3 separate regions of the Mus musculus genome follow, and all the other regions are linked to region 2. Evidence: chromatin contacts called from public HiCAR-type and promoter capture Hi-C data. All regions are on one chromosome and are shown on one strand. Each heading gives the region's core, a stretch centred on a gene start, on an enhancer-like site or on the middle of the called end of the contact. The rest is flanking DNA. Distances are from core to core; before and after follow the strand shown.

Region 1 (4,117 bases), core at 713-3,212, 530 kb after region 2:
CATAGACCAGGCAAGGGCCAAGTTAAGTGTCATGATTGTGGAATTTATTCCACGGTTACTAGGAAGACCTGTTAAAAAGAATGTGGTCGGAAGGCCCAGCATTCCTGTAGTCGGTAAACTCACTGAGGATCCCCCACCCACTAGTCATCTGCTAAGTTCTTTAATAAAAAGATGAATGAGATCTAACCCTGGAGGTGCCCACATTATACAGTGTCAAAGTGGTTAGTCATTAGTCATCATGGACACCCATAATCAAACAAGCTTCAGGAGAGCTGGTTCTTAAGCTCAGACAACAACAGGATCGAGCGAAATACTTACACAATCCAGACAGCAGGAAGGTGCAATGAGTCAAATGATATATTTTGGAGAATAACTATTTCTGTAAATACAGATAATACATGAGAAGAGACTCATGAGATTTGGGAATCTCGGTTGACTTTGGCCATTTAACAAATACTGTTCCTCCAATTAGATAATAGATACAATACAACTGCTCTGTCTCCCACAACACACGCCTCCTACTCATTACTTGGGATGGCAAGTTCTTCCTACAAATAATTTGAGATTAGAACAGTTTTAGCTGATGGAATCAAATGAAAGGGGGAAAAAATCAATGGTTTAACAACAGACTAGCAAGGACCCACACATTTTGGTTAGCCTGAGGCCATTATTAATATTATTATCCATTGTTTCAGAGATAAGTCAAGTCTCGGTAGATTCATTTGATGGGTAACACAAAGTCAAAAACAACTTGACCTTTATTCTTGATAATACTCTCCATTTTAGGTATTTGTTGCCTTTCTCTGGTTTTGTGATTGTTATTGGACTCACTATGTAGACCAAGCTGCCCTCAAATTCAGGAAATCCACCTGCCTCTGCTTCCCAAGTGCTGCCGCCATTCTGGCTTGCCTGTCGTTTTCAACAGATTGTAAATTCTCTGAGGAGAAAAACCTGTCTGTCTTATTTGTTGTTGTTTTCTCAGCACATTGTTCCGTGCCTGCACAAAACAGTTGGCTTGGTTGTTTGACCTTCTTATACAGCAGTAACCAACTCTACTATGTGACAGCAGCGTGTCCAGATGATCTCTGACAGCCAGGCATTAACTTGTATTGCAGCCACGTTTCAGAGAAGGTAACATTGATCACAGAGAGTGAGTAGGTCGTCATGAAGGGGAACGGAAAGGGTAAGGTAAACCAGAAGATCGGAACACCACGAGCAAAATCAAAGCCTTTTGAAGAAGTCAGTTTCCCTGTGTTGTTCGGAAACTCTTATCTATGAAGACGTTCTACATAAAACCGAAAATAGGACTGAGGAAGGGTGTGGGTGTTCGGGAGTTCAGCCATTCCACTGCAAGAAGGCAGTGTTCCCCCCAAATAATTGCAGACCAGGATATCTATAATTTATCCCATTATACTTAAACTTGTAATGAGCTGTTGTTTATGAAACCCTCGATGAAACACAGGCCTGGGCCAGGGAAGACCCACCGGGGCTCTCAGTTACACCTAATTAAAGAACTGGCTCTTTGACAACTTCACCTGACCTGTCCAAGAATCAAGAGAGGAAGGGGATGCCTGGGGGGAGTCAGAACACACAGGAAAGCAAGTGAGGGTTGGGTATCTGAATTGGGAGGAGGTAAAAAAACAAATAAACTAAAAACAAACTTTGCCTTCTGGATAATCCACCTCAGAGGAACTGGAGAACATTCCTTGCCCTAGATTCTTCAGGAATCCCACTGACAGGTCTTCCCAGGTTCACAACCCTGGACTTCTTTAGGGGTGGTCGACTCTGACTCCTGCACAGTTAAACTAGGCCACTGCGGCCAAGTGCGCAGTTTTAACCCTTTCTTCCCACATTCTGGCGCGGGGGCCTGAGCTCACTCCTCCCCGCCGCGCCCGCGCCCCGGGGTTCCGCGACTGAGCATGCTCAGTAGCCGCCAGCGTCTTGCTCCCAGGGAAACCTCTGCACGCCCTCCCCAGCTGCTCTCGGTCGCCTCCTCTCTGCCCGCTGCCCAGGGTGCAACCCGGCTTGCAGGGCTCCACGCGACCCAGATTCCCGCCCCGCCCCCGCCCCTCCCGCGCCCGCAGCCAGTGCGGCAGCCGCGGCCGCCTCTGTCCAGCATCCGCTCGGGGACCAGCCGCGGCGATCACGGTCGCTAGTGCGTAGCAGGAGCGAAGGCGGAGATGGAGACCACACTGTTGCGATCCCAGAGCTGCTGAGCCCACCACTGTCTCTGCTCCGGTGAGTCGCGACCCTAGAGGAGCCAAGGGTGAATGCCCTTGGAAAAAAGAGAGGTGGCAGCTGACCTGTGTGTGTAGGGTACAAAATAAATGGGGACAGTGAGGGGACGTGAATGAAAGTGCGCACTACCTGGGTGCCGGAGCGCCCGAGTCACCCAAGACTAAATCCTCTTTCTCATCGTGAGCCGGGAAATAACAACCCGCGGCGCTGCGGGTCAGCGCTGGAAGCTGTTTGCGTCCCTGGGGCGCAGGTCGCCTAGCGACTGAACGCCACTGCTGGTGCTTAGGGAGGAATCCCAAGCGGGAACAAAGAGCGGCCTGGCTGGGGCAAGTGGAGGGTCCTGGCCCCTAAGGAGCCCTCTGTCCTGCCGGTCAGGCCCCGGGGCGGTGCCAGGCGGCAGAGTGGCAGAGCTGTAAACCAGAGGTCTCTGAGCCTCCACCCTGAGCCAGGTCTGCAGGGCTGGCGAGCGCACCTCCTTCTACTCCAGGAAACTCCACTCTTGGAGCATCTCCTGGGCAGGTGCAATTGAACAGGCGGGCGGAGAGCAGCCGTGAGGAGCTGTTAAAACAGGAACAGTGGAGCGAGGTGTGCTGTTTTTCCTAGTGCCTTTATTTCCAAGTGTGGGCACCAACTGCTCCCCCTCGTCGTGTTTCTGCTCAACCTCTAAGTGGCGAGTCCGGTAACAGACCTTATGAATATTTCAGAAACGACCTCACAGACTCGCTCGCTTCAGATCAAGTTTAATGAATATGTGTGTAAGCCTTTCTGCCCCGCACAAACAGATGGAAGCCCAGGCCACTGCTTGGAGCTCTCCAAATTTCATCTCTTTCTTCCCCACCAACAGAGAAAAAGACGTCGCAAATCCCCGCAAGCCTTAGACTGGTGTCATAAATTGGGGCTGTCATTTGGAGAGACCGATTTTAGGCAGCCACCCAGGCTTTGTTCTGCATCTCAGCAGTGTGTGCATGTTGTGTCGGTCGCTTGACAACCGTCCTTAACTGCTATTGCCAATATGGTGGAAAGCAGGTAGTAGCATGCCTACATTGGAATAAACGTCATAGTTCCTTGTTGTCTTATGACAACACGGAGTAACAACAGTCTTGGTCATTCTCTCCCTAGAAGTTTCATTTGAGATCAATCTGGTTGAAATTTTGCCAAAGGCACACATTTTTGTTTTTCCTCACCCTTAGGAGATATTTCTTCTTACCCTCTCTTATGGGAAAAGATGAGTGCTTTCTCTGTAAGACATTGAGGTTAAAAACAGCAAAATAATGTTTTATTTCAGGGCACTTTTTGGATTGTAGCAGACTTACGCTTTGAACTACGTAACTCGTGTTGCGCCATCACAATTAACCAGTAAACTGACACACTGCCTAGTTGTCAGTATCCTAAGGTGGATTTACAGACAGTCAGCTCCCCCGGCCCAACCCCAGGTGTGTGGGAGACACATAGGTAATCTTGACCCATCTATAAGGAATTCTTTTGTTGGCCAAGAACTCAAGCCTTCTTGTGAAGAATAAGAGAGACAGTAATTCTCTCTTGCAAGTCTGCACACACAAGGAGGAGGCGGAGGGGCTTCAGTTTGCATACTTAGGCTTCATATTTAGGAAAGGTCCTTCCTACAGAGACCTACCGCAGTTACATCACAGGCTCCACCTCCGCCTGCCAGGCTGCTTCTCCCAGTCGGAGGTCAGTGTGTGTTGCTGTGTTCAATTAATGAAGATTTAAAAAAAAAACTGAAATGAAAATTTGCTCCTTTTCTCTATTGTGTCTTGCTGATTCAACTAAAACATATATGAATGCTAGCTTTCCAAGAGATTTTGACACCAGCGTCACATGTCTGTGCTATTGTGCTGAAAAATCATTGATAGGTGGTATT
Region 2 (4,114 bases), core at 613-3,112:
GGCATTACAGAGAGTACAAAGAACATGAGTCAAGTCAGGGAAGAACAAAAAAAACCCTAGAATGCTCTGAAGAACGGCATTGATTCAGGGGGGCTGGAAACTAGTGGGTAATAGAACAGCCTGAGCTAAAACAGGGAGATTAGGCAAAACTAGATTGAATGGATTGTCAAACAAGTTGAGGAATGTGGACTTTTAACTTCTAGGGAAAGGGAGCAACTACAGATTAAAATGGTTTCTCCGGGGCTGATGGCGTAGCTCAGTGACAGAGGGCTTACCTAGCTGGGGCCAGGTCCTGGCTTCGCTTCCCAGTACGCCCTAAACCAAACAGAGACTGTTTCTCTGGATGGATTGGAGAGAGAATGTACTGAAGACAGCACATGGGCGGCAACTAGGGTAGTTAAGCGAGAAGCCGTGAAGGCGGAGCCACAGGTAGAGGGCTGGGGAGCCGGTGAGGTGCATGGATTGTGAAGAGAAATGGATGGGTGGAGGTGGGGAGTGACTCCCCCCCTCCCCGAGATCTTAGCCTGGGGGTTTATGCCACTATAGATGAAAAGGGATATGCCTTAGGTCGCTGGGAATTAGTTGATTACTGATGCTGCTTTCCCGGAACAGTAAACATGCGGAATCTGCCTCCATTCTCCACCCTCGGCACATTCACCTGATTATACATTTCAGCTGAGAAGTAGCAGATAGCCTTTAGGACAGGCAGAACAAAATCTGGGCTTCTCAGTGGATTCAGTGTCTCGAAAGCCCTGGACATAGAGCCCCCCTGGGTGCGTGTATTTCTTGTTAACTATCATATCTTTCCCCTAACTGATATACCTGCCTCAAGCATTGAACTTAGTGTCTCCCCCGTACATTTTACTTTCTAGCTCTCCTAATTTCTTTATTATAATGCTTTATTCCTAGTTGCTCCTAGCCTGTCAAAATTGAATCCAGGGACTCATTACTCTATGTCCTCAGAGAGATCCTTCCAGCCCCCTAGTTAACATATTGTAACCTCATCGATTTTTGTATCTTTTGTAAGCCTTGTGCGTGTTTGGTCTTAAATTTTCCTCGTTAACCTTTGTTCCGTGCCGCGGTTTCTTTTCTACAACCTGAGCTAAAAATCGCAAAGAATTGACCCGGTGTGTGTGTGTGTGTGTGTGTGTGTGTGTGTGTGTGTGTGTGTAGTGGGGGCAGGGATCTGATTTCAAATTAGCAGACAGCCTGGAAAAGCAGGCGATTCTGCGACTTCATGACATCATACCCTGGGGGAAAAACACTTTTAGATAGAGGGATCACCGGTCTCTAGGGGGACGTGTGAGAAAAAGTGTGAGCACAACAATTTGCTGTCGGGGGAGTTCAGCATCCCTTAAAGGCTGTAAGATGCTGCATACTTTAAAGTAGACAGAAGGACCTTAAGATCATGGGATTGCCCAGTGATGGTAGTGTCCTTCCCCTGAGGTCAGCGGTACTGACCAGCACGCGCTGTCCTCGAGAGACGCTTAAACACTTAGCAAAACAGGCCGGCCCCCTGGCCCCGCCCCTGGAGGTCTGGGCCCCGGGCTCCCAGGGAACTCCCGCAGGTCTGCGCGCGCAACCGGCACAGAGGGTCCGCGCGTCGCGGCGCGCGCAGTTGTCCTGGAGACGGTGGCGCGCGCACGCGCACGCGCGGCGCCGAGAGCGTGGCTTCCCGTGTGAGCGCGTTCTTTTGCCTGCGCGCCGCGTCCCCGCGCCGGGCGCGCGCCGGCCTCTCCCTGGCGCGCGGCGTGACGGCCTCGCACGCGCCCCGCTTGCGCGCTCTCCGGCGCCGCCCCCGCCTCGCACGCGCCGCGGCCCTGCGCCCGCACTGTGCGCCGGTGCGGCAGGCCGTGGGAGCATCCGGGCATTTCCGCAGCCGAGCGGCGGTCGGGCTGCGGCGGCCGGAGCCTCTCATGGCCGGGCGGCGGCCGGCAGACGACAGGCGAGCGGGGCGCTGAGTCCCGAGGACGCACAGGAAGAGCGGCTGCGGCCGGGCGCGGGACTCGTCCTCCTCTGGCGCAGAGCTCATTCCAGCCGGAATCCCGAGATGCATCTGCATCAGGTCCTCACCGGGGCTGTCAACCCTGGGGACAACTGCTATTCGGTGGGCAGCGTCGGGGACGTCCCCTTCACGGTGAGCAGAGCTGGGGCCTCCCGTAGGGCCGTGAGCGACGAGCCCACCCACGCCCCCTGGGCTCTGGGCTTGGGCGGGGGTAGGGGAAGGATGAGGAATCACCGCCCTCGTCCGCCCGCCCGCCCGCCCGGTGAGTGCGCGGGTGGCGGGGATGGAAGGTTCGGGGCAGCCCCGGGGTCTGCGGTGCCGGGAGGGAGGTGTTGGCAGCGGCCGAAGCCCGGGGCGGCTTCCACCTGCTCCTGGCTGGCAGCGAACGGTCTTGGTCTCAGGGTATGGAGGCGGTGCTGCTCCCTGGCCTCCCGAGCTGCCTGCGGCTTTAAACGCGCCCTCTGTATCTCCCTAGGTAGAATTTTAGCATACGGGAATAGAAAAATCCGCTCTCTCCCTGAAAGAGTTAGAATGGAAGTCACCTTTTCATGAGTGGCCTGTCTTATCTAGCTCAGGGTTCCGTTTCGGTAATCCTTTCAGGTATTAACTTAATCTTTGCAAGCTAGTTTTTTTTTTTTTAATTTTTTTAAAGCCTGAAGCAGTGTTACATTTTAAGACTTTCCTTGGGCGTGTGATAAAAATGTATGTAAACATAGCGTTTTGGAAACCAGCACCTCCCTACACGACATAGTCAGTTTCTCAGCCAGATGGGTGGGATTCATCAATCCTTTTTTGAGAAAAGGCTGATAAAATCAAGCTCTCCCAGAGATTATTTTGTAAGATTCACACGGATTAATAATGTTTTTTATATTAAGTATATACATGGTCCTTCTTAGAAGGAATTGTATTAGTGAGACCTCTATTAAGTACATATTGATAATCATTATGCTTAATTAAATTGGATATTGCTTAGTAATATGCTTTTTAGACAACGGGAACCATTTGATTTGATGTCTACAGCAGCATGTTTGTAAAACTGCAGGAAAAATTACAGCAAAACTGCAGAATCATTATGTAGCACTGCATTCTGGAACACTTTATCTGTTTTTAATGTTTTGTGATTCATTTAAAAAAAAAAACCTCAACAAGGTTGCTTCTTGGCCTTAATAATTTTAAGATGTAGTCAGCTCAGGTTTGTTCTAGTTTTGAAAGAATACTTTTAAAAATAGGGTTGTTTGACATATTATTCTTTCACTAATCAGTGGTGCTGAGTTTGCTACACATGTGACTTAAAACATCAGTCTAGGGCCCTGTGACATGGCTTGCTGGATAAAGGTGCTTACTACCAAACCTAGAGACTTGAATTCAACCCCCTCATGACTCACATGGTGGAAGGAGAGGACAAACTCATGCCAGGTTGCCCTCTGACCTCCATATGCTTACTGTGTATTCAGGGTTGCCCCTCCCCCACAATGAAAATCGTTAAAAAAAAATACCAGCCCAATAATATTAACATAGGCTGGAGCTTGGTCTTTAAGTGTGTGGAGGCTGTTTGGAGAATAGAGAGAGAAAACACACACACACACACACACACACACACACACACATAACCTTTGTGTCTTTCAGGAAAGGAGGAGGACCTACCGTAGGATCATAAGAGAGTTTCCTTCAAGAAATAAATCTGGATTTTCGATTATGGAGATTTCCCCTTGTGGGGTGCTGGTAGTTTACCGGGTTCATCTAAAAGTGAGGCACTAGCTGGGTGTGGTGGCACACACACCTGTAGTACTTAGGTGGTAGAGGTATGAATCTATGCTTAAGATAAACGAAACAACACCAAAAAATAGTGTTTCTCTTAGCTCCCGGCAGAGCTGGTTTACAGAGTTAAACTAGATTCTGCCTGGAAAGGCCAGTCAGTGTAAGAACCATCAGTGCTTTGCAGGTGCGGGCAGGCCACAGGCCATCTGTGGCCATAGTTCCCATTTGAATTTATTCTGTCACCGAGTCTGATTGTGTAATGCCTACCAGATTCACCCCTTTCAGTGTCTGTACTCGCCACCTTGTGTTAGTGTGGAAGCTTCCAAATGGGATGGATGCCTTCCACTCATC
Region 3 (4,173 bases), core at 458-2,957, 890 kb after region 2:
AGCTTAGTATACTTGCCTAGATTATATGAAGACCTGGGATCAATACCCACCTCTGTTGCCAGCAATCTAAAGGTGGACATTGGAGGAGTAGAACTTCAAGGTCATCTTTGACTACCTAGTGGGATTGAGTGCATCCTAGGCTACATGAGACTCTAACTTGAAAAACAAAACAAAAGTGGGGCTTATGGTTCAGCAGTTAAAAATACTATCAGCTCTTAGAAAGGACCTGGGTTCAGCTCTCAGAACACAACAGACAGTTCCCAACTACCTACAACTTCAGTTTTAGGAGTTTTGACGCCCTCTACTGTCCTCTTCAGGCGCCTGTATGCACTTGGTGCAGATACACAAAGGTGCATATACACATACACACACTTTACCCCAAAAGGGTCTGGGAAGATGATTCAGTGTGCAAAGTGTTTGCATCACAAGAAAGCGTTTAGAGCATCATCCATGTAAAGAGCTAGGCGTGGTGGCCCTTGATTGTAGCCCCAGTTCCATGGATGGGTGGATAGGGTTGAAGGAGTAGAGATGGTGGCTTATTAGCCAGCCATTCTAGTGCAAGGAGAGATAGACCCTGTCTCACAAAACAAACAAAAACAAAACAAAACAAAAAACACCAAACAAAAAGCAGCAGAGAGTCTCAGAGGGAGTTATCTGAGGTTTACCCTTGGCCTACACAGGAGTGCACACAATTACATGAAACAAGTCGACTTGAAGTAAATTGTTCAATTTGTATGTTGTGCCTTTTGTTTTACATCAAGGAAAATTAATGTCACAAGCAGAAAGATCTGCTATCCCCAACTGAAGATTCAAAGTCAGCAAATGGCCTGGCATAGTGCTTTTAATACCAGCACTAGGGAGGCAAAGACAGAAAGATCTCTGTGAGCTCAAGACCATCCTGGTCTACATAGTGAATTCCAGGATAGCCAGAGCTACACCGTGGGACCCTATCTAAAAACTAACCAAACAAAACCTAAGCAAAACAATCCTCCAACTAGCCTTAGCAATGGGTTACACAAATGTGAGAATTATCATGTAATATCAGTTAATGCACTGTTTCTGTTTTGTTTTAATTATTTGGAGACAGGGTCTCCGTCTGTAGTTTTAGTTGTTCAGGGACTCGCTATGTGGACCAGGCTGGCGTCGAACTCATAGAGATCCACCTGCCTCTTTCCTGAGTGTGTCCCATCACACCCAGCCTGCGGGGAGTTTCTTTGAAAGTTGATGTAATCTTATTATTACTCAGTGAAGTTTAGATAGTAATATGTATTTTACTTAGCATCCTACAGAAAAACAACTTCAACATTCTTTTAACGTAAGAAATTGGTTTATTTGTATTATAAATGAATATAATGGGAATTGCTGGAAACATTTACCAACATCCTTTGTCTGGGTAATACAGTCACCTGATCAGGCACGGCAAAGTGAATGGAAAGTCTCGGACTGCACGAAAACTACAGGCATCTGGAGGCAGAAACAACTGGCATCAACAATCAACAGTTTAGCGTGCACCACCTAGGTGTCAAGCCACGTGGTCATTAGTCCTTTTTTTTTTTTTTTTTTTTTTTTTTTTTTGGTCCAGGAGAGCCTCAGCTCAGTCCTCGGGCCAAGCGCCAGGCCCCGCCCTCTGGCTACGGGCCAATCGCCGCCAAGCGCAGCGATCTTGGACTGCTATTGGAGGAGAGGGTCGGGGCGGTGCCCGCCACGACGTCGCAAGCTCTGCGGTGGGGAAGTGGAGGCCGCGGCGCGTCTCTCTGCCCTTGACAGCCTTTCGCGTCTCCATGGCTGCCCTGGTGGCTCTGCACGGCGTCGTCCGCAGGCCTCTGCTTCGCGGGCTGCTGCAGGTGAGCAGGGTCGATTCCGGGGGTGGGCCGGGATCGGGGAGCCCACCAGCCGCCCGCGAGGTCCGTCCTCGTGGGCCACAGCGCTCAGCACCAGCGCCTTGGGGATCGAGTGCCTGCGCCGTCGTGTGTCAGTCCACCTGTCAGTCTGTGCTACTGTCACGCTCCGCATCAGCTGTGCAGCAAAGCTTGGGCCTGACCAGGCGCGATCCCAGACTGCAGAGAGCTGAGTCTCTCTGTAGGCCCAGGAGTTTCTAAGACGTTTTTGTGACCTTGTGATTTCCTTTTCCTTGTTTTTTTGTTTGATTGGTTTGAGTTTTGGGGTTTGGTTTGTATTTTGTTCCACTGGTTTTTCTGTGGAACCCTTGCTGCCCTGGAACGCTCTCTCTCTCTCTCTCTCTCTCTCTCTCTCTCTCTCTCTCTCTCAAGATCAGGCTGGCTTCGAGCTCATTGGTCTTCCTCCACCTGCAGAGTGCTGGGATTAAAGGCATGAACCACCACCTGGCTAATCATTGGTTTAATTAATTGTCTTAATCAGAGCTCAGGCACTATATGGCAATCAGAAGATTGTCTTAAAACTAACAAGATGGCTACTGAGACAGTACAAGAAATAATTTTTATTTGAAGTGAGTGCCTCGCTTCTGATGGTTGTGTTCGGCGAACACTTTGTACTTTCCAAAGGTGACATTCTAGACTTTGTCGGTCAGTCTTTAAGAGTCTGGAGTTAGGTTTGCGTGGTTTTGTTTCTGAGAAAATCAGGGTTCGCCGAAACGGGTAGTTCTGGCAATAGGAGCTGAAAGAGAGCATTGCTCTGCAAGAGATTGTGAAAGAATAATTGAGGGCCCGAGGCTTGGAGCTGGAAGCTGAGGGCAAACAAACTATAAAATGAATCTTACTTGAGTTGCTGCTCGGGCAAGAGGAGCTTGAGATCAAGGATTTCAACCCACGTGGGCAATTTGGAGATACCCAGTCTCCGAAAGATAAAAAAACAATAAGTACTGGGTGACTGCAGTAATAGGAAAGCCAGAGGGATAGTCTATTTTCTCATCTGGAGATGGGCAGAACCTCACTCGTAAAATAAGTGTTCCCGGGGCTGGAGAGATGGCTCTGTGGTTAAGAGCACTGACTGTTCTTCCAAAGGTCCTGAGTTCAATTCCCAGCAACCACATGGTGCCTCACAACCATCTGTAAAAAAAGGAATCTGATGCCTTCTTCTGGTGTGTCTGAAGACAGCTACAGTGTACTCATATGCATAAAAAAAAAAAAGTGTTCCCAAGAAAGACTCGTGTGCCTTTTTCCTTCTGACCCTTCCTTCTCCTCCCCTCCCTTTTCTTGCCTCTCTCCCCGCCCCAGCCCCACTCTCCTTCCTCCCCCTCCCCACCATTACTATTACTCTCTTTCTAGTGGTTTTGCTAACTAGGTCATCTGACTTTGAACTCCTCACTCCCCTACCTCAGCCTCTGGATTATCTGGAATTGAAAGAGTAGCCATCATGCCCAGAGGAGTTCTGGATGAGTAAGTAAGTTTCGCGAGGATGGCTGGAGAGAGGTCCATGAAATTAGGTTAACTGGGATTCTGGATAATGTGCCTGGACGAATTAATTAGATAAGCCAGGTAGTCAAGGTGTGTAAACAGAAGTGTGCAGAGCCGGCTTAGTCTACACTGGAGGCTTTATAACCAAGTGCAAACTATCTTCTGCATGATAAAAGTGAGTCTGAACTGGTGTAATGGAGTCCATCTAAATGTAATTCTGCATTGAAGAAGCTGAGGCAGGAGGATTGTGATTTGAGGCTACCCTGGGCTGTATAGTGAAAGATGGTCTCAAAACAGGGCAACCAAAATAAAATTGATGTATAGAAATTGATATAGAACTTGGGTCTGGAGGAGGGATTTCTGTACAGTATCAAATGTAATTTAATGATCAATGAATCCCCTACGCTCTTAGTCCTAGATTTGGGGCCTTCTCTATCTTCTTCTTCTCTGGGTCCCAATGACCTAAATTTGTCTCTTCCCAGCATTTATTTTTATACTGTCTAGTTGCCTGTGTTCTGGGCTCTTTTTACCACTTGTAGGTTATGTAGCATATGCCATGTGCCCATCTCCCCTTTATGTTGGGTATTCCTCTACTCTAGAATGGTCTCCAGAATGCATGTTCTTTTTGCCTCTTCATCATGAGTTCTGGAATTAACAGTCGGGTGCTTGGGACTGAATCCAAGTTCTCCAGCCCAGTTCACCTTTTTGAACTCTAGAAAAGATTTTTTTTTTCTTTTTTGTGGCTTTTCCGAGACAGGGTTTCTCTGTATATCCCTGGCTGTCCTGGAACTCACTTTGT

The links. Promoter capture Hi-C pulls out the DNA fragments that hold promoters and counts their contacts. HiCAR-type assays count read pairs that join an accessible place to other places.
Region 1: a contact with region 2 is called in a HiCAR-type map of astrocytes, with 2.2 times the contacts expected there. The contact joins the promoter of Elmod1 here to the promoter of Dmxl2 in region 2.
Region 3: a promoter capture Hi-C map of liver shows a contact between it and region 2, with 2.7 times the contacts expected there. The contact joins the promoter of Acat1 here to the promoter of Dmxl2 in region 2. A contact is called at or near these places in 2 of 39 promoter capture datasets (both in liver), 1 of 484 Hi-C or Micro-C datasets (liver) and 1 of 115 datasets of contacts at active chromatin or transcription factors (astrocytes).

The regions. Positions count from the first base shown.
Region 1 is chr9:53,973,146-53,977,262 of GRCm38.p6, reverse strand. Elmod1 (ELMO/CED-12 domain containing 1) reads left to right here and starts at 1,962. Exons shown (of 11, transcript NM_177769.4): 1 at 1,962-2,238.
Region 2 is chr9:54,499,374-54,503,487 of GRCm38.p6, reverse strand. It overlaps Dmxl2 (Dmx-like 2), which reads left to right and starts at 1,862. Exons shown (of 44, transcript NM_172771.2): 1 at 1,862-2,137. The coding sequence starts at 2,051.
Region 3 is chr9:53,607,884-53,612,056 of GRCm38.p6, reverse strand. Acat1 (acetyl-Coenzyme A acetyltransferase 1) reads left to right here and starts at 1,707. Exons shown (of 12, transcript NM_144784.3): 1 at 1,707-1,844. The coding sequence starts at 1,782.